7 separate regions of the Mus musculus genome follow, and all the other regions are linked to region 7. A link is a contact called in public HiChIP or PLAC-seq and promoter capture Hi-C data. All regions are on one chromosome and are shown on one strand. Each heading gives the region's core, a stretch centred on a gene start, on an enhancer-like site or on the middle of the called end of the contact. The rest is flanking DNA. Distances are from core to core; before and after follow the strand shown.

The links. Promoter capture Hi-C pulls out the DNA fragments that hold promoters and counts their contacts. HiChIP or PLAC-seq counts read pairs in DNA pulled down with a chosen protein or histone mark.
Region 1: a contact with region 7 is called in a FOXA1 HiChIP or PLAC-seq map of pancreatic cancer cells. The contact joins the promoter of Rasl10a here to the promoter of Sf3a1 in region 7. A contact is called at or near these places in 5 of 39 promoter capture datasets (cranial neural crest, embryonic stem cells, hippocampal neurons and 2 more), 1 of 484 Hi-C or Micro-C datasets (embryonic stem cells), 4 of 115 datasets of contacts at active chromatin or transcription factors (astrocytes, embryonic stem cells, pancreatic cancer cells and 1 more) and 1 of 9 other capture datasets (embryonic stem cells).
Region 2: a contact with region 7 is called in an H3K27ac HiChIP or PLAC-seq map of stem cell-derived neural progenitor cells, with 6 times the contacts expected there. The contact joins the enhancer-like site here to the promoter of Sf3a1 in region 7. A contact is called at or near these places in 1 of 39 promoter capture datasets (embryonic stem cells), 5 of 115 datasets of contacts at active chromatin or transcription factors (the 230-238 cell line, embryonic stem cells, large pre-B cells and 1 more) and 1 of 9 other capture datasets (embryonic stem cells).
Region 3: an H3K27ac HiChIP or PLAC-seq map of the NIH/3T3 cell line shows a contact between it and region 7, with 7 times the contacts expected there. The contact joins the enhancer-like site here to the promoter of Sf3a1 in region 7. A contact is called at or near these places in 2 of 39 promoter capture datasets (cranial neural crest and embryonic stem cells), 7 of 115 datasets of contacts at active chromatin or transcription factors (the NIH/3T3 cell line, bone marrow-derived macrophages, embryonic stem cells and 3 more) and 4 of 9 other capture datasets (embryonic stem cells, liver, macrophages and 1 more).
Region 4: a contact with region 7 is called in a promoter capture Hi-C map of liver, with 6 times the contacts expected there. The contact joins the promoter of Thoc5 here to the promoter of Sf3a1 in region 7. A contact is called at or near these places in 4 of 39 promoter capture datasets (the 3T3-L1 cell line, the C10 cell line, embryonic stem cells and 1 more), 1 of 15 datasets of contacts at CTCF or cohesin (the NIH/3T3 cell line), 9 of 115 datasets of contacts at active chromatin or transcription factors (acute myeloid leukemia, bone marrow-derived macrophages, embryonic forebrain and 3 more) and 3 of 9 other capture datasets (adipose tissue, embryonic stem cells and liver).
Region 5: a contact with region 7 is called in an H3K27ac HiChIP or PLAC-seq map of extraembryonic endoderm stem cells, with 5 times the contacts expected there. The contact joins the promoter of Pik3ip1 here to the promoter of Sf3a1 in region 7. A contact is called at or near these places in 1 of 39 promoter capture datasets (cranial neural crest) and 4 of 115 datasets of contacts at active chromatin or transcription factors (astrocytes, bone marrow-derived macrophages, extraembryonic endoderm stem cells and 1 more).
Region 6: an H3K4me3 HiChIP or PLAC-seq map of pro-B cells shows a contact between it and region 7, with 10 times the contacts expected there. The contact joins the promoter of Nipsnap1 here to the promoter of Sf3a1 in region 7. A contact is called at or near these places in 1 of 39 promoter capture datasets (the SN4741 cell line), 1 of 15 datasets of contacts at CTCF or cohesin (the NIH/3T3 cell line), 5 of 115 datasets of contacts at active chromatin or transcription factors (embryonic stem cells, memory CD8 T cells, pro-B cells and 1 more) and 1 of 9 other capture datasets (macrophages).

The regions. Positions count from the first base shown.
Region 1 is chr11:5,056,727-5,059,426 of GRCm38.p6, forward strand. Rasl10a (RAS-like, family 10, member A) reads left to right here and starts at 1,402. Exons shown (of 3, transcript NM_145216.4): 1 at 1,402-1,798. The coding sequence starts at 1,580. It also overlaps a transcript of Gas2l1 not described here.
Region 2 is chr11:4,801,828-4,804,527 of GRCm38.p6, forward strand. It overlaps Nf2 (neurofibromin 2), which reads right to left. Exons shown (of 17, transcript NM_001252250.1): 7 at 1,851-1,926. Among named protein-coding and RNA genes, the nearest start is that of Nf2, 46 kb to the right of the region's middle. Within about 2 kb of position 1,299, at least 95 of the 459 cell types and tissues checked have an H3K27ac peak or open chromatin away from gene starts, as enhancers often do. A contact at or near this core is called in embryonic stem cells and stem cell-derived neural progenitor cells, where this site is marked.
Region 3 is chr11:4,825,029-4,827,728 of GRCm38.p6, forward strand. The region is part of intron 1 of Nf2 (neurofibromin 2); the gene reads right to left. Among named protein-coding and RNA genes, the nearest start is that of Nf2, 23 kb to the right of the region's middle. Within about 2 kb of position 1,338, at least 64 of the 459 cell types and tissues checked have an H3K27ac peak or open chromatin away from gene starts, as enhancers often do. A contact at or near this core is called in the NIH/3T3 cell line, bone marrow-derived macrophages and macrophages, where this site is marked.
Region 4 is chr11:4,893,928-4,896,627 of GRCm38.p6, forward strand. It overlaps Thoc5 (THO complex 5), which reads left to right and starts at 1,416. Exons shown (of 20, transcript NM_172438.3): 1 at 1,416-1,451. It overlaps Nipsnap1 (nipsnap homolog 1), which reads left to right. Exons shown (of 10, transcript NM_008698.3): 10 at 1-274.
Region 5 is chr11:3,329,294-3,332,091 of GRCm38.p6, forward strand. It overlaps Pik3ip1 (phosphoinositide-3-kinase interacting protein 1), which reads left to right and starts at 1,438. Exons shown (of 6, transcript NM_178149.4): 1 at 1,438-1,711; 2 at 2,622-2,738. The coding sequence starts at 1,642. It overlaps Gm12592 (predicted gene 12592), which reads right to left and starts at 1,897. Exons shown (of 2, transcript NR_165248.1): 1 at 1,621-1,897.
Region 6 is chr11:4,872,496-4,875,232 of GRCm38.p6, forward strand. Nipsnap1 (nipsnap homolog 1) reads left to right here and starts at 1,456. Exons shown (of 10, transcript NM_008698.3): 1 at 1,456-1,608. The coding sequence starts at 1,511.
Region 7 is chr11:4,158,938-4,161,637 of GRCm38.p6, forward strand. Sf3a1 (splicing factor 3a, subunit 1) reads left to right here and starts at 1,417. Exons shown (of 16, transcript NM_026175.5): 1 at 1,417-1,613; 2 at 2,109-2,230. The coding sequence starts at 1,551. It overlaps Ccdc157 (coiled-coil domain containing 157), which reads right to left and starts at 1,356. Exons shown (of 12, transcript NM_001164620.1): 1 at 1,222-1,356.

The sequences.
Region 1 (2,700 bases), core at 152-2,651, 900 kb after region 7:
GCAAGAGGGGGGAGGGGGGAAAGCCAGCTGTCGCTACTCTGAATTTAAAGACCTAGAATATCCCTAGTGGCTGAAAGGGGGAAGAGAGGTGGGGGTGGGGGTGGTGAAATCAGACCAGGCCCTAAGTCTACCTGGGGAAGAGGACTAGACATTAGTGTTAAGGAATACCTTCCAGCTGCTGTCACCTGTTCCCCGCGGGAGGGTGTGCCTCCTTCCCCCTTGACGGGCTAGTTTCTCCTGCCCTTCCTTCCACTTAATTCCTGGCCAGGTAGACATATTATCAATGCCTTTAGAGGCCTGGATCTAAGTATTTCTAGAGCCTTCTCTCCTAAGGGAGAGGAGACAGTTCTTTTTCCTTTTGGCTCCATTTCAGCATTCTGGCCACCTGTTAGACTTGAAGCATTCGTTGAATGAGTGAGTCTTGTTCAATGCCGGGTGCCTGCATTTCACAGTACCTGGGTGGAGGGCAGAGGCCTGGGAACTCCTCCAGTGTGTGGAGACTGGAGGGCCGGACGGAGGTTGGGCAAACCCAGACTTTCCGAACCCTCAGAGGAGCTTCCGAACTTGTCCAGGGAAGAGGGCATGGTGCACCCCTGGGACAGACTCTGGGACAGACCCGTGGATCTGTTTCTTCGCCTCCAACCTGTTGGGGCAGTGACTGGGGGCTGAGTTGCTGAGCAGACTTCTGTGCTGGGCTCAAACCCTTCTGTCTCCACTCCCCACCCCCTCTGGGCTGGTCCTTTGAAACAGTGTTCTTCTAGTCGTTTGTCCTTGTAGGTGTAATGAAAAGTGGCCCGCAGGCCCGGGACGGAGTCCCAGTGTCCTTCTCACTTTGAGATACCTCTCCAGGGTCTCAGTTCCCTCCTCCTTAAACCACGAGTACCCAGGTTGAGGCTGCGGTTCGAAGATGATGCAGGGGAGAGCCCAGAAAAGGAGTTGGTGCCCAGGGTCTCACAAAACAGGAGGAAGCTTTGAAGCCATCGGCCTTTGGTGGACAACCGGGATGCAGACAAAAAGTCCAATGCGACGATTGGCCCAAGGTCATTCAACCAGGACTGGGTCTGACCCCAAGTGGCCTGATTCTAAGAGCCTGGGCTTGGTCAACAGCCAGGTTGCAGCCAGCGGTGTTGGAGGAACAGGGAGGTGGCGCCCAGCGGCTTCGGTTTTGAAACGGTTGAGGGAAGCTGACTGCCACCTGGGGAACCAGGCTTTAACAAGGCGACCCGCCTGGCAGTCACTGGGCCGCGACCCTCCCCGGGAGGGGCGGGGCGGACAGTTACCTCATCGCCGCCTCCGGGAGGCCCCGCTCGCTTGCTCGCCCGCGCGGCCGACTGGGGCGGCGGCTCCCGGCGCCGGAGCGAGAAGGGGACGGAGCTGAAGGTGGGGGCGGGTCTGCACCGCACCGGGTGCACTCTTCCTGCGGAGCTGCGGGTGCGTCCGCCCGCTCGATCCTCAGGCCTGGCCTCTTGTGGCTGAGGTGCTGTAGGCGACGCGATGCGGGTATCCCGGGCCGGGCAAGCAAGGCGCAGAACGGGCTCATGAAGCTCCCCGGTGCCAGGCGCGGGAGCGCGGGCCAGCCATGGGCGGCAGCCTGCGGGTGGCTGTTCTGGGTGCTCCGGGAGTGGGTAAGACCGCCATCATCCGCCAATTCTTGTTTGGTGACTATCCTGAGCGCCACCGACCCACGGACAGTCCCTGCCTCTACCGACCCGCGGTGCTGCTCGACGGCGCGGTCTACGACCTGAGTATCCGCGATGGTGACGTCGCTGGACCCGGCTCAAGCCCCAGAAGTCTTGAGGTAGCGGTTCGAGGGGGCCAGGGGTGTGTGTACACTTGGTGCCCATGTGTACTGATCCAGGGCGCCCGAGCCCGTTCTGGGATTGAAGTGTGTGTGTCTAGGTAGTTTGCATACGAGCTTCCTGCGCTAACCTGTAGGTGCCCTGTGGCTGTTTCCTCTCTCTCTCTCTCTCTCTCTCTCTCTCTCTCTCTCTCTCTCTCTCTCTCTCTCTCTCTCTCTTTTGTTTTTGTTTTTGTTTTTTTCGAGACAGGGTTTCTCTGTGCAGTGCTGGCTGTCCTGGAATTCTCTCTGTAGACCAGGCTGGCCTTGAACTCAGAAATCCACCTGCCTCTGCCTCTCAAGTGCTGGGATTAAAGGCGTGCGCCACCACGCCCGGCTCTGTGGCTGTTTCTTGTCTTCTTTGCCTGCCTAGGCTGGTGTCTGGGTCAGTGTGTGGCACAGCTTGAGCTGAGCCGCGCCGCTGTGACAGACTGGACCAGACACAGGAGTACCCTTTCTAGAGGGGGCCACCGCACCCTCAGACTCCCAGTCTTTGGCGCTGCATTCATTTCAAAGCTGGCATTTGAGCAGCACCTGGGAGGCTAAATGAAGTTTTGGTGAAAGAAGCTGTAAGAATATTGCAAGGGGGAAAGAGCAGCAAGAGACAAGCCAGAGGCTTCACCTGTACAGCTGCACCAGGACAGTCAGTTACCATCTGTCAGCCGGTGGACGGCAGATCCCAGGCTCTGAGGCAGTAGGAGCATAGTAGGTTGACGGGTGGCCCAGGAAGTAGGAGGGCTAAGGACTGACAAGATCCAAGCACGGCTGGGAAGTCTGGCCTGTGGGAGGGCGCGTCCCATCCGGAGTATTGCTGGGAGGTGACGGGGAGTGAGGTTGAATTGGAGTAAACCCCAGCCTCTACC
Region 2 (2,700 bases), core at 49-2,548, 640 kb after region 7:
CCACTGCCTAGCCCAAGAAATCCATTTTCTAAGGATTGCAAATGCTTTTTTCTTTTAAACAATTAATGTTGGTGGTGGGCAAGAGACAAAACCACAGAAATGCATTAGTCTAACCTCAAAGAAACAGATGTCAAACACAAACTAATAAAACTTTTAATTATTTAATACTTACTAATTTGTGTGTGTTGTGTGAATGCATGCTTATGCCACAGCACACATGTGAAGATCATAGGACCATGTGCCGTACAGTAAGAACAAGAGTTCTCTCCTTTCACCGTGTGAATTCCATGACCTGAACTCAGCATGTCAGGCCTGGCAGCAATTGCCTATCTACTACTCCATCTCACTGGCCCTCATGACACACGAGAAACAACCTTCTGCATTCTTTTTTATTCTTATTTTTTTAAAGATTTGTTCTTATTTTGATGGTTTTTAGTTACGTATTTCTGTGTCTGTGCACATAAGTGCAAGTGCCCTCAGAATCCACAGGCCTCAGATCCCCTGGAGCTGGAATGTCAGGCAATTGTGAGCCTCCCAAACCACGAGCTGGGACTTGAACTCAGGTCCTGCTACAAGTAAAATATCTTTTAGGCCCTTGCTTATTGTGGTAGTACATTTCAGTGTGCCCTGGTTTTTTTGTTTGTTTGTTTGTTTTTTGTTTTGTTTTTAAAGTTTTTTTTAAGATGTTTATTTATTGTTATACATAAGTACACTGTAGCTGTCTTCAGACACCAGAAGAGGGCGTCAGATCTCATTACCGGTGGTTGTGAGCCACCATGTGGTTCCTGAACTCAGGACCTTTGGAAGAGCAGTCAGTGTTCTTAGCTACTGAGCCATCTCACCAGCCTTTTGGGTTTTTTTTGAGACAGGGTTTCTCTGTGTAGCCCTGGCTGTCCTGGAACTCACTCTGTAGACCAGGCTGGCCTTGAACTCAGAAATCTGCCTGCCTCTGCCTCCCAAGTGCTGGGATTAAAGGCGTGCACCACCACACCCGGCTTATGCCCTGATTTTTAATGCAAAAAAAAAAAAAAAAAAAAAAAATCCACAAAAACCTGCATTTAGGAAACAAATTAAGTAGAAAGCTATCCTAGAATACTGAAATCATGCTTAATTCAATTTACTCAACGTTAACATAAAGGCTGTCTGTAGGACCCCAAAAGGGGGAAGCAAAGAGTTTGTGGGATAGTCCAGGGGATGGCTGCAGCTGACCTTCAATGGCTACTCCTCTGTAGCCAAGCTTCCTGGCACCCGCCACCCAGCAGTGAGGAAAAGCCCGGTACTTGGCATGTGCTCCTCTGGAGGAAGCCATGAATACCGCAGCCAGCAGCCAAATCCCCCAACGAGCGAGAAACACGCTCTAGGGCCAGACCTGAACAGAACACAAATGCCTTTCTCTGCAGAGGCATGGTTCCCGGAGGCCTGCAGACCATTAATGGTCTGAATAGAAAACTAATTAGCCTCACAGTGAGAACAAGAGTTCCACCCAAACAAATTAGGAATCTCTAAGAGCAGTGGGCCCCGGGGAAAGACATTATTTCCAGGTGCTCCTTGGATTTCCCAAGAGGCCGGAATAATCAAACATTACATGGCCAGCATTCCAACAGGTCTCTGCTAAGAAGAGAACCGGGCCTGAGTCCCTCAGGGTACCAATGACACTTAATTTGATCTATTTCTGATCTAATTCGAAGCCCCAAATGAAACCAGGCTCTCGACCTTGTCTTCCCGTTTCTTCTTTACTACTGAACCATAAAGACTCTAAGCACCCTGGGATGAGGAAGTGACCCATCTGCCTGTGTGGCCTCGACTCAGTCTTTCTGAGAGCCAGGGAACTGGGGAAGGAGTCAACGCACCCGGATTGTAAAGTAGTTCACACCATACATCTCCAGGTCCTGAGCTATCTTCAAATACTCCATTTCAGCTTCATCCCTGTGAGGAGAATAGAAGACACCATTATTAGGGCTAAGTGACAAGGATGAAGGACAGACTCTTGCCAAGTCAAATATTCTGAGCATGCCTCTGGTGAGATAGAAGGGACCTGCAGAAGATGAGACAGACCAGACACAGCAACACTTTTCTCAACCCAGAGATTCCCATCCCCGTGAAAATAAGAAAACAGATTCATTACACTGACTCTTGGCTTCAATTTCACACTCTGGCCTTGGTAAATAGTGACATCTGTCTCAAGTGATTTAAAAAAAAGAACGTGGGGGCTGGGAGTGTAGCTCAGCAGCAAAGCACTCACTCCGCATGCGCAAAGCTCTAGGTTCCATCCCCGGCATTGGCAGAAAGAAAAAACAAAGCCACAGTGCATTCATTCTTTCCGACCTCAAATGCACGAAGTCACTGCCTGTCTCTGTGTACTTCCTTAACCTAGAGCTTCAGTAATGAAGGGGCCTCTCTAGAAGCTGACAACACCCACTTTCCTGGTTTTATCTCTTGGGTTACTGCTGAAGATTAAGGCAAGAACTATCTGAGCCATAAAACCCAGGCCAGTAGGTGAATGCTTCTGTGTTGTAAGTCGAGCTTAAAGCAAGCTCTGGATGCAGCAGTGACTTGCAGAAAACTCCCTGAGAGGTAAAAGTACTGAAGTATTTAACTCAAGCTTCCCTGTGACCTTGTTCTTGTCCTCTCTCTCATCTCGAAACACTCTCGAATGGATTTAAAAATTCACCCTGAGAGAATGCCAAGTGTTGGCAGGCA
Region 3 (2,700 bases), core at 88-2,587, 670 kb after region 7:
GGTCTAGATGGTAAGTTCCAAGTCAACCAAGTCTACCTTGTCTCAAAAACAAAACCAAAACCAAAACCCACAGCAAGCAAGGTAGAGATGCCTTAAAGACATTTAAGCTTCAAGCTCTCTGGGCTAGGAGCTGGCTCAGCTGCATGTGCCACAAAGCTAAAGACCCCAGTTCCTTCTCTGGGACAACAAGGTAGGTGTGATGGTTTGTATATGCTTGACCCAGGGAGTGAGAGTGTCACTATTGTTGGAGTAGGTGTGTCACTGTGGGCTTTATTACCCTCCTCCTAGCTGCCTGGAAGCCAGTCTTCTCCTAGTGGCCTCCAGATGAAGCTCAGAACCAGCTCCTCCTGCACCATGCCTGCCTGGACACTGCCATGCTCCTGCTTTGATGATACTGGACTGAACCTCTGAACCGTAAGCCAGGCCCAACTGAATGTCAGTATAAGAGCTGCCTTGGTCATGGCATCTGTTCACAACAGTAAAAGCCTAACTAAGACAGTAGAAGAGAGCTAATCCCACAACTAATCCTTTGATCTTCATATATGGGCTCCCACACAGACATAAAGTAAATAAATTTAAATTTTTTAAAAAATTAAAGCCGAGCAGTGGTGGCGCACACCTTTGATCCCAGCACTTGGGAGGCAGAGGCAGGTAGATTTCTGAGTTCAAGGCCAACCTGGTCTACAAATTAAGTCCCAGGACAGCCAGGGCTACACAGAGAAACCCTGTCTCGAAAAAGAAAAAAAAAAAATTTAAAAGACCTTCACTTATAAAACAAAACATTCTCAGATGAGACAGGAAGATTACTTAAGCCCAGGAGTTCAAGATAGTTCAGGGTAGTATAGTGGGACCTCATTCCAAAACAAAAGAAAATATTTTGTCTAGTAAGTTTTGTTTTGGTGTTTGTGTTTGTTTGTTTGTTTGTTTTGCCAGACATGTTGGGTTACACCTGGAATCCTAGCCCTTGAGAGGTCGAGGGAGGAAGTGAGCTTTGACTATACACAGAGACTCAAAAACAACAATAATAAAACAAAAAGACCTACAAGTTTTCTGTTTGGTTAATCTCCACCTATAAAAGGCATTGCTTTTCAACATGTTCTTTCTCAAATGTATAAGATCTCCTTTATCTTCCTTTTTTGAATTTCTGTTTCTGTACAAACAAGAACTGTTGGCCAGAGGTGGTCTAGAGAGTTGTCGAGTTGCTGTGGAAGAGATGCTTGGCCTTCTTGGTACAAATCGATTTGCCTGAGCATGATTATTTCCCTGTCTGGTACTGCACTATGCTGATGCTCAGATGACTCACTGTCATTGGAAGATCTCTGTAGACTGTAGGCATCTCTAACTAGGAATGGCATTAGTCATCATCCCCAGTGACCAATGGAGAGTACACAGAGTACACAAGACATCCTACAGCAGCATCTAATATGACTGACTAAGTGACATTAAAACTCAAGGCTCAGAGACTTAGATCATAGCTAGCCCATATATCCATCCCTTATCCAAACAGTGAACACACAGTGTGTCTAGGACAAACAGTGAACACACAGTGTGTCTAGGACAAACAGTGAGCACACAGTGTGTCCAGGACAGGGGTGCTTAAGGTACAGAGGATCGATGGTAACAAGGGACAAGTCTTCACATTTACAGTTTTGAGCAGAAGTCAGCCAAGAACAGATGATCATCACAGTGAGGTTTTCAACACTGAAACAATTGATATGACAGGGATACCCAGGGACTGTTGGGACTCCTAAGAAAGAAAACCCCCTTTTCACAGAAATGACATCTAGACTGACTCATGGTGGAAAAGAGAAGCCAAGAGCAAGATTGGGTTTGAAGAAGACAGCAAGAAAGGGTGTTACAGAGAGAACAGTTTCTACAAAGGTCTAGAACAAAAAGGGTTCTTAGGGGAAATGAAGTATTTTAGTTTTACTGGAAAATACTTCTGAACTTACAAAAGAACCAAAGTAATCCAGTGAAACGGTTTAAGGTAAAGGCACCCTGCCACCAAATTGATCACCTGAGTTTGACCCTCAGGACCAAGAGGAGGTCCTCAGGTGGCAAGAGGAAAGAGATTTCCTCTCAAGCCCAGGAGACTTGAGGGAAGTGGTCTTCACTAAGGAGACACACTGGCTAAGCTGGGTCTTGGGGTGGAAGGGGTTGACAAAAGGTTATGCCAGCCTGATGGCATGTGTCTGCACTTGGGACACACACACACACACACACACACACACACACACACAGATATGAAAAAAATGAGAACTGAACTACAGCTACACATACTGGCACACACCAACAATTGCAATCCTAGCACTCAAAAGCTGAAGCAGGAGGACTGAGTTCAATGTCAGCCTGAGTGCTATAGGATAGAACACAGACATACAGAAGGCAAGTTAAATCATTACACAAGTTGGATACCTCAAGATCTCAGGGCTTCTTTCTAGGAAACAGCCAAAAAGGTATAGATAAGTGACTAATCTGCACCAGTATTTATCTCAAGTGCTGTTGCTGTGTGACCTTGGGCAAGTTATTGAACTTCCTTATGCTTTTACAAGGAGAATAAGCAGAACCTGTCTTAACAGATTGATCTAAGGATTAAGTGCACTCATACATTGAAAAAAGACTAAGACAGTGCTGGGCCCAGAGCAAATAAACACTCAATAAGGGGTAGCTCTTCTTAATTCTCACTTTGCCTCCCTCCTT
Region 4 (2,700 bases), core at 166-2,665, 730 kb after region 7:
GTGGTTAAAACTTGAATTTGTGCTTCAGCTCTTCTGTACTTCTTCCTTCCTACAGGCAAAAACACAGGCTGAGACCTATAGTTCCATCAAATTCTTTCTTTCCCTTCTTGACATTGTCCCCCAAACCCTCATTTTGCAGAAACACTAGGTCTGTGGAGTAGGTTGTGATTCTGGGGTCTCTTCAATGACCCCGGTACCTCATGAACCCCTGCTTAGCATGGTTGTGCTACCATCCAGGAGAATGTTGATGGAACCAAATTAAATATTTACTGTACGTTGTGGTGTTGTCTTCATCTACAAGGAATCTCAGTAGTTGTCTAAGGCAGGGCAGCTTCCAGTTGGCTGAGGGTTACACTGGCTTTGATCTCTTAGGGAGACCGTCTTCATCTTCGTCCCAGAGCAAGAAAAGGAGCTGTTTCGGCGCCACAAGGTATTCAATGTTCATGTTTGCAGACAACCAGAATTTACTCCAGAAATGCCAGGCATAGGAAACATCTGAAGCTTACAGGTACTGCACTAGAGTCTTGGGGGAAAATAAAAAATCAAAACAAAACAAAACAGTGAAGCAGGAAGCAGGTGTAATATAGGATTATGCCCCTGCCTCAGTTCCTTTCTGGGTGTAGTGACTCCGATAGTATCAAGAAGTTAGAGTGGGGGGGGGGGGCGGTGGTGGCACACGCCTTTAATCCCATCACTTGGGAGGCAGAGGCAGGCAGATTTCTGAGTTGGAGGCCAGCCTGGTCTACAAAGTGAGTTCCAGGACAGCCAGGGCTATACGGAGAAACCCTGTCTCAAAAAACAAAAACAAGGGCTGGTGAGATGGCTCAGTGGGTAAGAGCACCCGACTGCTCTTCTGAAGGTCCAGAGTTCAAATCCCAGCAACCACATGGTGGCTCACAACCATCCGTAAAGAGATCTGACTCCCTCTTCTGGAGTGTCTGAAGACAGCTACAATGTACTTACATATAATAAATAAATAAATCTAAAAAAAACAAAACAAAAATTTAAAGAAGAGTCAGGCATGGTGACACCTGCCTAAGTCCAGCGAGTCCAATGCAGGCGGATCGTAGTGACCAGCCTGATCTATATAGCGTTCAAGACCCGCAAGTGTGCTATGTAGTGAGGCCCTGAACAAAGTCAGAAGACAAAATCCACTCCTGTTCAAATGATAGCACAGCGACACTTGTGCTTTCTTGAGATACCACAAACTCACTCGAGTGAGTCGGCGGAGGGCCCACTAATTCACACTCCGGTGAAGGGGCACGAAGCACAGACTTGGACATTATCGCCCCAGTTTCCCAACTTAATAGAACTAGACTCGCCCCTTCCTTGCTTCCCAAGCTGCATCTGGCCTTCGTGTCTCACTTCCGGCCTGTGGCTCTCTTCTTCCGCTTCTCTATGGTCGCGAGCCGGAAGTGGCTACCCGGCTGGAAGGCGTGAGGAGCATTCTGGTGAGCGAGGGTAGAGGGCTGCTGGCTGGGGCTGCAGGTCCTCGCTGGGCGATCCGGGCTTGATGTGCAGACGGCACGGAGCGTGTCCGCGGGCTGGGGTCCTCACCTGTCGGGGTCCCCCAGGCTCGTGGCGGTTTTCTAGGAACTAACCGGAGCAGCATCCTCTGTCCCCATTGTAGTCTCCCGAGAGTGCTGCTGCTGGTGGTGACCCTCGTCGATGGTCCTCTTGGGCGTGTGGCAAACGCTCCTGGGTGGCGGTTGGCTTTCCCGGGTTTTCCGTGCCACCCTTGTGGGTTTTGTCAGATGAGTCCGCCACTCGTTTACCTGTCACCGGCAGCCTCCTGCGGTCCTCTGAGAGAGGCGTTACCATCGTCGCGCCGCACCAGACTCCAAGGAGTCGCAGAAAAGAGCTTTTATTGCTGGAGCAGAAAGGCTGAGAGCGCGAAGTGCGGACGTTACAAGGGCAAAGAAGCTTGGCTTGGCTTTTCTTTATGTTGTCCGCTCTATTTCCTAGCTAGCTGGCTGGACTTAGTGTATTTGCTTCATTAAATATTTTGCTTATCTTAATTTCTAAGAAAAGGAAAACAAGAATTTTTTTTCTTAAGTTATACTGCAAAGGGCTCGGGCAGTAAGAAGAGGTGCCACCTGCTCCGTTTTAATGAAGATTTTAAATGCAGTCACTATAGTCCTGTCTGTCTGGCAGCTTCTGTAGTCCAGGTTGGCTTCACATTGGTAAAGATCCCTCTGCCTCAGTCACTCAAGCTCTGTGATTCCTGATATTTACCACTATCCTGTCTCACAGCCCATCCGCCCCTCCCCCCTTTTTTCTTGGAGACGAGATTTTATTATGTAGCCCAAACTGACTTTTGAACACATTATATAGCAAAAGCTGATCTGGAACATCTCGTCAGCCAGCTCTCAGTCTGACCTGTTCTCATTGCAGGCATGTCCCGCCACACAGTTTTATGCAGTCCAGGAGATCAAACACAGGCGTTTGAGTATGCTAGGCCAGCACTCTACCAGCTGAGTAATATTCCCAACTTCACAGTCACTTTTTAAACCTATAGTTACTTTGGTAGAAGAAAACTTGGGTCTGGTCTGCATGCCATAAATAGGAAATGGCTTCCACTTGTCTTATGATATTGATATAACTGCATAGTATACATAGTATGATGAAAACATTTATTAATAAATTCTGTCTTGGTTTCCTTGTCTAAGATTCTGAGAGAGAATCCATTTCTTTTTAAAT
Region 5 (2,798 bases), core at 188-2,687, 830 kb before region 7:
AGAGAACCTGTTTCAAGGTAGTAAGACACTGGGCATCCTGTTCTGACTTCCTTATTTACACACATGGGCACACACCATGTGATCTGACCCTACACACACACATACCACACACATATATACACACCACATGCACACCCCCCCACCCCTCCCCAACCCCACCCCCACACGCACACACACGCACTCTTTGGGGGGCGGTGTTTATATGTGTGTTTTGCCAGCATATGTGTATGTGCATGACTGAGTATCAGAGGAGGGAGTCCATATTCTGGATCTGGACACAGATGGCCTTATGCTAAGTGCTGGGAACTGAACTAAGTGCTCCGCAAGAGCAACAAGTGCTCGTAACTAATGAGCCACCTCCCCAGTCCGGACAATGGTTTTAAAAGGCATGTCAGGTGGTTTGGGGACATGGTTCAGAGACTAGGAGTACTTGCTGCTCTTCAAGAAGAGCTGACCCGAGTTCCACTGCCTACTTCAGCTACCTCCCATGGTCGACAACTGCCTATAACCCCAGTTCTTGAGGCCCTGAAGTTTTCCTATGGCCTGAGTACAGACACAGATAAACCCACAAATAAAAATAACCCTTTTCTTCTTAAAAGACACATCAGGGTTCAATCACTTCTCATAGTTAGAATCACATTAGCTTTCCACTATGATAAAGTCTATAAAACTTACTTCATAGTGTTATTTTTTTCCTCCCTACATTGTGGCAAGATCAAAACAGAGTTTCTATTCTTGGATTTGCCCCAGTCACAAGGTAGTCTTGGCAAACCACCCTGTTCTCTCAGTTTACTGAGGCTGCTTGGGAACTTCAACTGCCAGCCAAATAGAAACTCCAAAAGCCCTAAGTTATGTGGATGTGGTTTAACTGTAGACACAAATTATTGCAACTAGATTTCCTATATACTGCTTGAGGGGAGTTGGAAGGAAGACATTTTACTTCTGGGCTGGTAAAAAGGGTGGACTTTACAATATAGCTAAAGGAATTCAATGTTTGTGTAACATGTATTTTCAGCTAATGATACCCTTTCTGTGTTCCTACTATATATGGATAACCCAAACCTCAAATGTTAGTAAAGGAATGTGACTGAACTGGCCCTAGCAAAGTACAATTTAAATATATTGCTTCCAGACAGATAATTCTTAGTTGTGCTGTCTATGTGGTCTTAAATTCTTCCTGCTTCTGCAATCAGCATCCGCTCTTACAACTGTGTAGTGCTTTTGGGGCTCCTAATCCACCCCACTCCACGATGCCTTCTGACACAGTGACTCTGTACTCACACTGGTGGAAAAGGAAGAAAAGCCCTGGGCATGCAGTTGTGCAGGTCTCACGCGGAGCTGCTGCTAAGCAAAACCTCTCTGCCACTCTCGGCTTGGCTGAGTTCCTCTCTTGGCTCAGGGTTAGTGATCTGGTAAGGTCTAGGAGGCTTAGGACCCAGGGGGCGCCTTTCAGCTGAAAAACACCTCGGCTGCAGCAAGCTAGCTGGGAAGCTCCCAGTTCTAAAGAGAGGCTGTTTACCAGAAGAGCATAACAGGGGCCGGCCAGTCTGACTGCAAGGAGACAAAACTGCTGCCAAGGAGGACCCCCCCCCCCCATTTGGACACTGGCTGTTGAGTCACCTGCGAGCCGAAGAGACGAGGATGCTGTTGGCTTGGGTACACACATTTCTTCTCAGCAACATGCTTCTGGCAGAAGCCTATGGATCTGGAGGTGAGATTACGTTTTCTCCCCCTTTCTGCAGCAACTTAAATGAAACAGATTCCCCAAACGTGGTCAGGCCGACAGGGAAGGAAGGTTTTGGCTGCTTTTCTCGTTATCCTACGAAAGCATTCTTCTCTCCTCTCTCCTTCCTTGCCAGAGGCTTGCAGCTCCATCTTTGCCATTAAGAACAAAGACAAGTAGTCACTTTCTCTTTCCCTTTCCTTTCACACGAGTGGATGGAGTGGAATTCGTCTCTTCTACTCCCCAGAGTCTTACCCTTTTAAAGTCCGTTTGCTTTGTGTGGCAGGCGCACGAACCTCCCCTCTCCAGCCTCCTCCCGTGGCTCTCTGCTGAGGGGAGTGGGAGCTTAAGAGATGAGGCAGAGACCCTCAGCTGGGGTCTCTATTGGATCTTTTGCTTCCCTGAATCAAAGGCTTTTGTGGAATTCTCTTGGGAGCTGGCGGTGTCTGTTAAACTAGCAGAAAGTGGCTGTATTCGTAGAGAAGGGAACACCAGTTTATATAACATTGACTTCTCAACACTGGGATGACTTCCATGTCTGACTGCCCAGAACCAAACTCACCATCTCCACAGAAAGACCTTAGGGAGAAAGACCTTCTTGTACCTTCAAAGTGGTCCCAAGTCCAAGAATAACAACCCTTTGCAGTTGTGCAGCGATCTTAAGCTTTTTTAAAAGGAAGGAAGGAAGGAAGGAAGGAAGGAAGGAAGGAAGGAAGGAAGGAAGGAAGGAAGGAAGGGAAGGGAAGGGAAGGGAAGGGAAGGAAGAAGAAAGCTAAATCGAGTGTTGTGTGTGGACCAAACGCCGCCAGGGGCGTGACACTCTGAGGTACACAGGGCTTTCTCCCGCGGGGCCAGAGAAACGCACTAAGAGTCTCGGGCGGGTTCCTCTTCCTCATAGGCTGCTTCTGGGACAACGGCCACCTGTACCGGGAGGACCAGCCCTCGCCCGCGCCGGGTCTCCGCTGCCTCAACTGGTTGGCCGCGCAAGGCAGCCGCGAGTCGCTCACCGAGCCCAGTGAGTGTCCGCCGGGGAGGCGGGCGGGGTTGGTGGGCGGCGGCCGCGGCCCTTGACTCC
Region 6 (2,737 bases), core at 206-2,705, 710 kb after region 7:
CTCTCTCTCTCTCTCTCTCTCTCTCCCTCTCTCTCTCTCTCTCTCTCTCTCTCACCCTGTTGTCTGACCCACGGACTGGGTCACGTTAGTATAAGCCCAAAGACCTTAGTTCGATTCCCAGCACCACAGCAGGAGAGGTTGCTTGTAATCCCAATGTTGGGGAAGCATAGACAAGGAGATCCTTGGGGCTCACTTGCCAGTAGCCTAGCTGATGGAGGGGGCGGGGCATGGCTAACATCTCTGCCTTGGAGGTTTCAGTCAGCAGTGATTGGAGTGATTTGTCTGCTCCACCAGGCCTTGGCTGCCAAGAAGTACAGATAGGACTTGTTCAGCCAACCTTTGCTGTCTCAAGATCTTAGATGAGACCTAACTTGCCAGACTCACAGTTTGAAGCACTCCGGAAGTTAGTTATACCGGCTGTAAATCCCCTGCACCGAATTACAGTCGGTGGCTTGGCATCCTCCCCCACCCCACTCCCCCGTTGGTGTGTCTCTGTCCCTGTGTCCCCCAGGGGATCAGAAGGGATCCATCTCTGTGTGGGCTGAGAAAGCAAATATAGAGCCTCCAGGTGAATAGACAGTGAAGAGAAAATGTTTTTTGTTTGTTGTTTTAATTCCGTAGTCTCTTTTTGTTGTTGTTTTGTTTTGTTTTATTTTGTTTTTCGAGACAGGGTTTCTCTGTATAGCCCTGGCTGTCCTGGAACCCACTTTGTAGACCAGGCTGGCCTCGAACTCAGAAATCCGCCTGTCTCCCGAGTGCTGGTATTAAAGGCATGCGCCACCACTGCCCAGTTCGTCTCAGCCTCTTAAGTGCACCATCACACTCGGGCTTTGGAGAAAGAGCATCCTGCTTGCTCAGAGTCTTGTCCATCTGTTTTAAATGGTTAAAGAGACAGTTCTGCCTTTAAAAGCTCTTGGAGGAGACCTGAGTTTGGATCCCAGTACCCATTAGAGTGCCTCAAAATCTCCTTTAAACTCCAGTTCCAGGATATTTGAGGCTTCTGGACCCCCCCCAGGCTCTCTCTCTCTCTCTCTTTTAAAAATTGTTATAGATTTTGTTCTTTTGAATAGACAAATATTGTCTGTTGATGCCTTGACACAGAAGAACACAAGATGTAGACAGAACATTTGCCAAGCCATGTGTGAGGTCCTGGGCTCCACCTCCAGCACCCAAGGAGGAAGGGAACTCACATAGTTTGTGAACAATTTTAGGGGTATAAAGACTGTCTTTAGTTTATCCTCAGAATGTCCAGGACATACAACCCTGCGATTATCGAGATGAATTCCCAGGTACAGAGGGGAAAAGGTCGTTGAAGAGAACAGAACTAGTTAGCTGCAGAGTTTCAAGAGCTCGGAGGTGTGGGTATGGACTGTGCAACTGTAGAGTTGGGGGACTCCCACCTGCTTGTGTTTGAAAGGGAAGCTGGCGAGGGGAGGGCGTGGTTTTCTCTAGTCCTGCCCCCAGCCACTGGGCTGAGGCGTGGCTTTCCTCCAACCTGCTCCGGTCCAACATGGCTCCGCGGTTGTGCATCATCTCTGCAGCGGCACGGCGGCTATTCACGAAGCCGAGACCCCGTGCTGGGGACCTCGCGGCTGCGGGTGCTGTGCGGTGAGAGGCCGACGGGGCTGACTGCGTGCCCGGAACAGGAGCAGGGGAGGGGGCTGGAATGAAAAACAGACTCTCGGATTTGGAATTGAGGGGTTAGAGGCAGAGAGCTACCAGGATGTAGGCCTGAGGCTGAGAAAGAATGGGGAAGGTGAAAAGGTATGGGGATGGTTTTGGTTTTTAAACAGGTTCGTACTACATGTGATTCGACCTCGGAATCTTCTTGCCTCTGCCTCCCAGATAGTGAGGGTGTGCACTACCATGCCTAGCTGGGCAGGTTCTTTGTCCTGTTTGGGACCTGGATCTGGGCTGAGAATAAAAAATGAGGTGAGTGGGAGGGACAGGTTTTGAGCCCTGGATCCCGGACGAAGGCAGAGGATATTGGCAGCCTTTTGCCTGGCCTTTGTGGTTTAGCACGCGCTGGGGTCTTCTGAGCCAGCAGAAAGTTTTGGAAGGAGAGGAGGACTGGGGGTACGGTGGGAATTCCCAAAGTGATTCCGCACCCTGCTTTGTACAGGTGGGTCAACAGAGTGGGGTGGGAGCTGTTCAAGGTCAGCGTCCGTGCCATGTGGAGGCAGCTCTGGATGTTAGGACCCAGGTCTTACGATGCACTCTGCACTTTGTACCACGGCTGGTGGCCTCCTAGGAGAGAGGCTCAATTCTGGCTTTGGAGAGCTTGGCTTCCTTCCCCTGACTGGCTCTGGGCTGCTCCTCCCTCCTCGATGCCACGCCCGGTGCTACCCCCATCTCTGCACCTATCACCCGGAGCACTTCTGACCCTGCTCTCCTGTTTCCCCAGCCCCACACCCTCACAAGTTTTAGGACAGGGTTTGTGCAAAAAGCATTAGCTAAAGAAGTGGAACACCTGCCCTCACACCTGTGGAAAGGGACCTGCGTTACTCCTGCCCCAGCCCAAGAATGTGGCCATGGAGTTCCGTTAGATCGCTGTGCACATTAGGAAAGCACGGATAGAAGAGTTGGGACGCGTGCCCTTCACTTCCGTGCTGGGTAATGAGAGAGAAGCCGACAATGGGAAAAAAGCCTAGAGTGTACCTTGTAAACTCAGCCTTTTCTGGAGGGATGACCTTGGGTAGGAGGAGAAAATAGGATGTGTCTGATAGCCTTGTTTTCT
Region 7 (2,700 bases), core at 167-2,666:
CAGCAGACTTCATTCTCCTGGGCTGGTCCCACTCCCTGCTAGCAGTTTTCCTTGGCAGGTATCTCATGACTCTGGCATCTCTAACATCTTGGGGTCTCCAAGGCAACTTCAACTTTACAGCTTCTTAATCTAACTTTTATTCCAATGTCTGGGATCCACACATGATCTTTTGGGGATCCTCTAAAGGGCTGGCATCACTTCTCCAGCTCTGCCCTCTGAAGCACTCTAGGCTCTGCTTGACTCCAGCCAACTGCTGCTGCTGTTCCTGGTTATCATCTTATCGTACTGGCATCTCCAATACACTGGGGTCTACCACTGCAACTAGGCTTCACCAAGAGCCTCTCATAGGCTCTCTTCATGGGGCAAGCCTCAACTCCTTTGCATGACCCCTTCAGTCCTGGGCCATCAACTGTAACTGTAACTGCACCTTCACCAATGGCCTTCCCTGGCCTCTCACGGTGCCAAGCCTCAGCTGCTCTTCATGACACCTTCATGCCTTCAAACTAATACTGCCTGGGTAACTCTTACACACTGCCAAGTACAGCTGCAGCAACAACCATGGCTATCTCTGGAACACAGCTTCTTTGTGCTCTCAGAAAACACTTCCCAGAAGATTTCACCTCAGTGATGCTGGTCTCGTCTTAATCACTAATTTCTTAGCTCCAGCTAACCAGCATCAACTGTCCCAGCAATCCCTTCTACTCTAGACTCTAAAGCCAGAGCCACACAGCCAAATTCTGCTTCCTGTGGCTGGAACCTGATCCCCTTTATTATCTTACCAGCTTTCTGTTTTTCAACTCCCTCACTGCCTAAGCTTGGCTATCCTGAAACTTGCTCAGGAAATTGACTTTGAACTCAGAGATCTGCATGGCTTTGTCTCTTGGGATTAAAGATATGTACCACTACGCCTGAATTATGCTTTTCTTCATCTAGAACTTGCTCTGTCCCAGGCTGGCCTTGAACTCAGATCTGCTTCGTTTTTTGTCTCCTGGAATTAAAGGTGTTAGCACCATGTCCTGGACTCTGTAAGGAGGGATGCAGAGGAGGTGGTGCTGAACCAAAAAATGGGGCTAAAGGTGTAGTAAGTGGGACTCTATGGCATCTTCAAAATGCCAGGCCAAACAGGAAAGAAACAGGGGCGAGGGGTGGGGCGCTGAGGGGGCGAGGAACCGGCCAGAGTCAGGAGGGAAGTTCAGAGTCAGAGGATGTGGAATGGCTTACCTGTCTCCGGCGTCGCAGCCTCAGCTCTGTGTCTGTCTGGCTCACAGAACTTCCTCCAGAGCGTCTGAGGCTCCGAGAATGCCTCGCAACTCTAAGTTGGGAGCCCAGGCCGCTGCCTTGGCAACGGCGTACCGCGCCACGGAGCAGGCGGGGCGGGGCTGGAAGTGCGAAACGGCGAGAGGGCGGGACCGGAAGTGCTCCCGCGGCTTCTCTCTCTGGGTCGCCGCCATCTTGTCATTGAGTTGGATACTTCGTGTGGTGATCTTTAATCTTGTCGTCGCACCGGTTGTCGCCACCGAGGTGGACTGGCAGCCCTGAGCGTCGCAGTCATGCAGGCCGGACCCGTGCAGGCGGTACCCCCGCCGCCGCCAGTAGCCACTGAGTCCAAACAGGTATCGTGCCCCGCGCTCCCTGCCTGCAGGCCTGCTGGAGGCCTCGTTCCTCCCCTCCGCGCGGGCGCTGTGGCACTGCTGCTGGAAGCTCAGGCCACCCCGAAGGACATGGAGGGACTGCAAGTCCCAGGAGTCAGCGCGCTGAGTTGCCTTCTGGTCTCGAAAAAGATATCCCTAGAACCGGACTTTTCAAAACCAGCATGCGGACCTGCACCCCCGGCTTCCTCTGGGGTCTTATGTGAACCACGAAGCCTCCATTCAAAAAGAGGAGAGCTAAGCAAATCATTCTTTCCCCTAGATTAGGAATGGCTGCGTAAATACAGTATGGCTAAGGAAACTTGCCCTGTTTTGTTTTTAACTGCGTCCTCGGATGCTAACCCAAGAGAGTCTGCAGTCTACAGGACAGACGTTCCTGTCAGTATCATGGAGCGTTTATGATAGCCTAATCCGAGCCGGGGACTTGAAGCCCTTACTACCTTTTCTCTGTTTTCACAGCCAATTGAAGAAGAAGCATCGTCAAAGGAGGATCCCACCCCTTCCAAGCCAGTGGTCGGCATTATTTACCCTCCCCCGGAGGTCAGGAACATCGTCGACAAGACTGCCAGTTTTGTGGCCAGGTAACAGCTGCTTCTGCACAGAGGGAACTTGTAGTATAAAGGTCTTTTAAAGCAGCACAGGGGCATCATGGGGAGTTCTAGAGGCTCTGGCTTAGACTCCTTACTTCTTCCAAAACCACAGGAGAGCAATGAGGTAGGTGATAGATAGGACTGGTATGGTTGACATACCACAACAGTAATCGCAGTGAAAGCCATGCCTAGCTGTGTAGTCACTAGGAGTTTCTGCTTCCAAAACAAGTCTGTGGAAATTCCTGGTAGCTTCTTTGTGGCTGCTGATGTGCATATGCTGTGTTAACCTGAAGAAAGAAAAAGAAGAGTTGATTATTCTCATTGTGAAAGGACGACTTTCCCAGAGCCTCAGCTGAATCCAGAGCAAGCTGTTCAGCATGTTAGCTAGTTTCCAGGCAAGGTGAACATTGGTCAGGATTCCTCAACCTCCTCATCCCACATACTTCTGCACCCTTGGATGG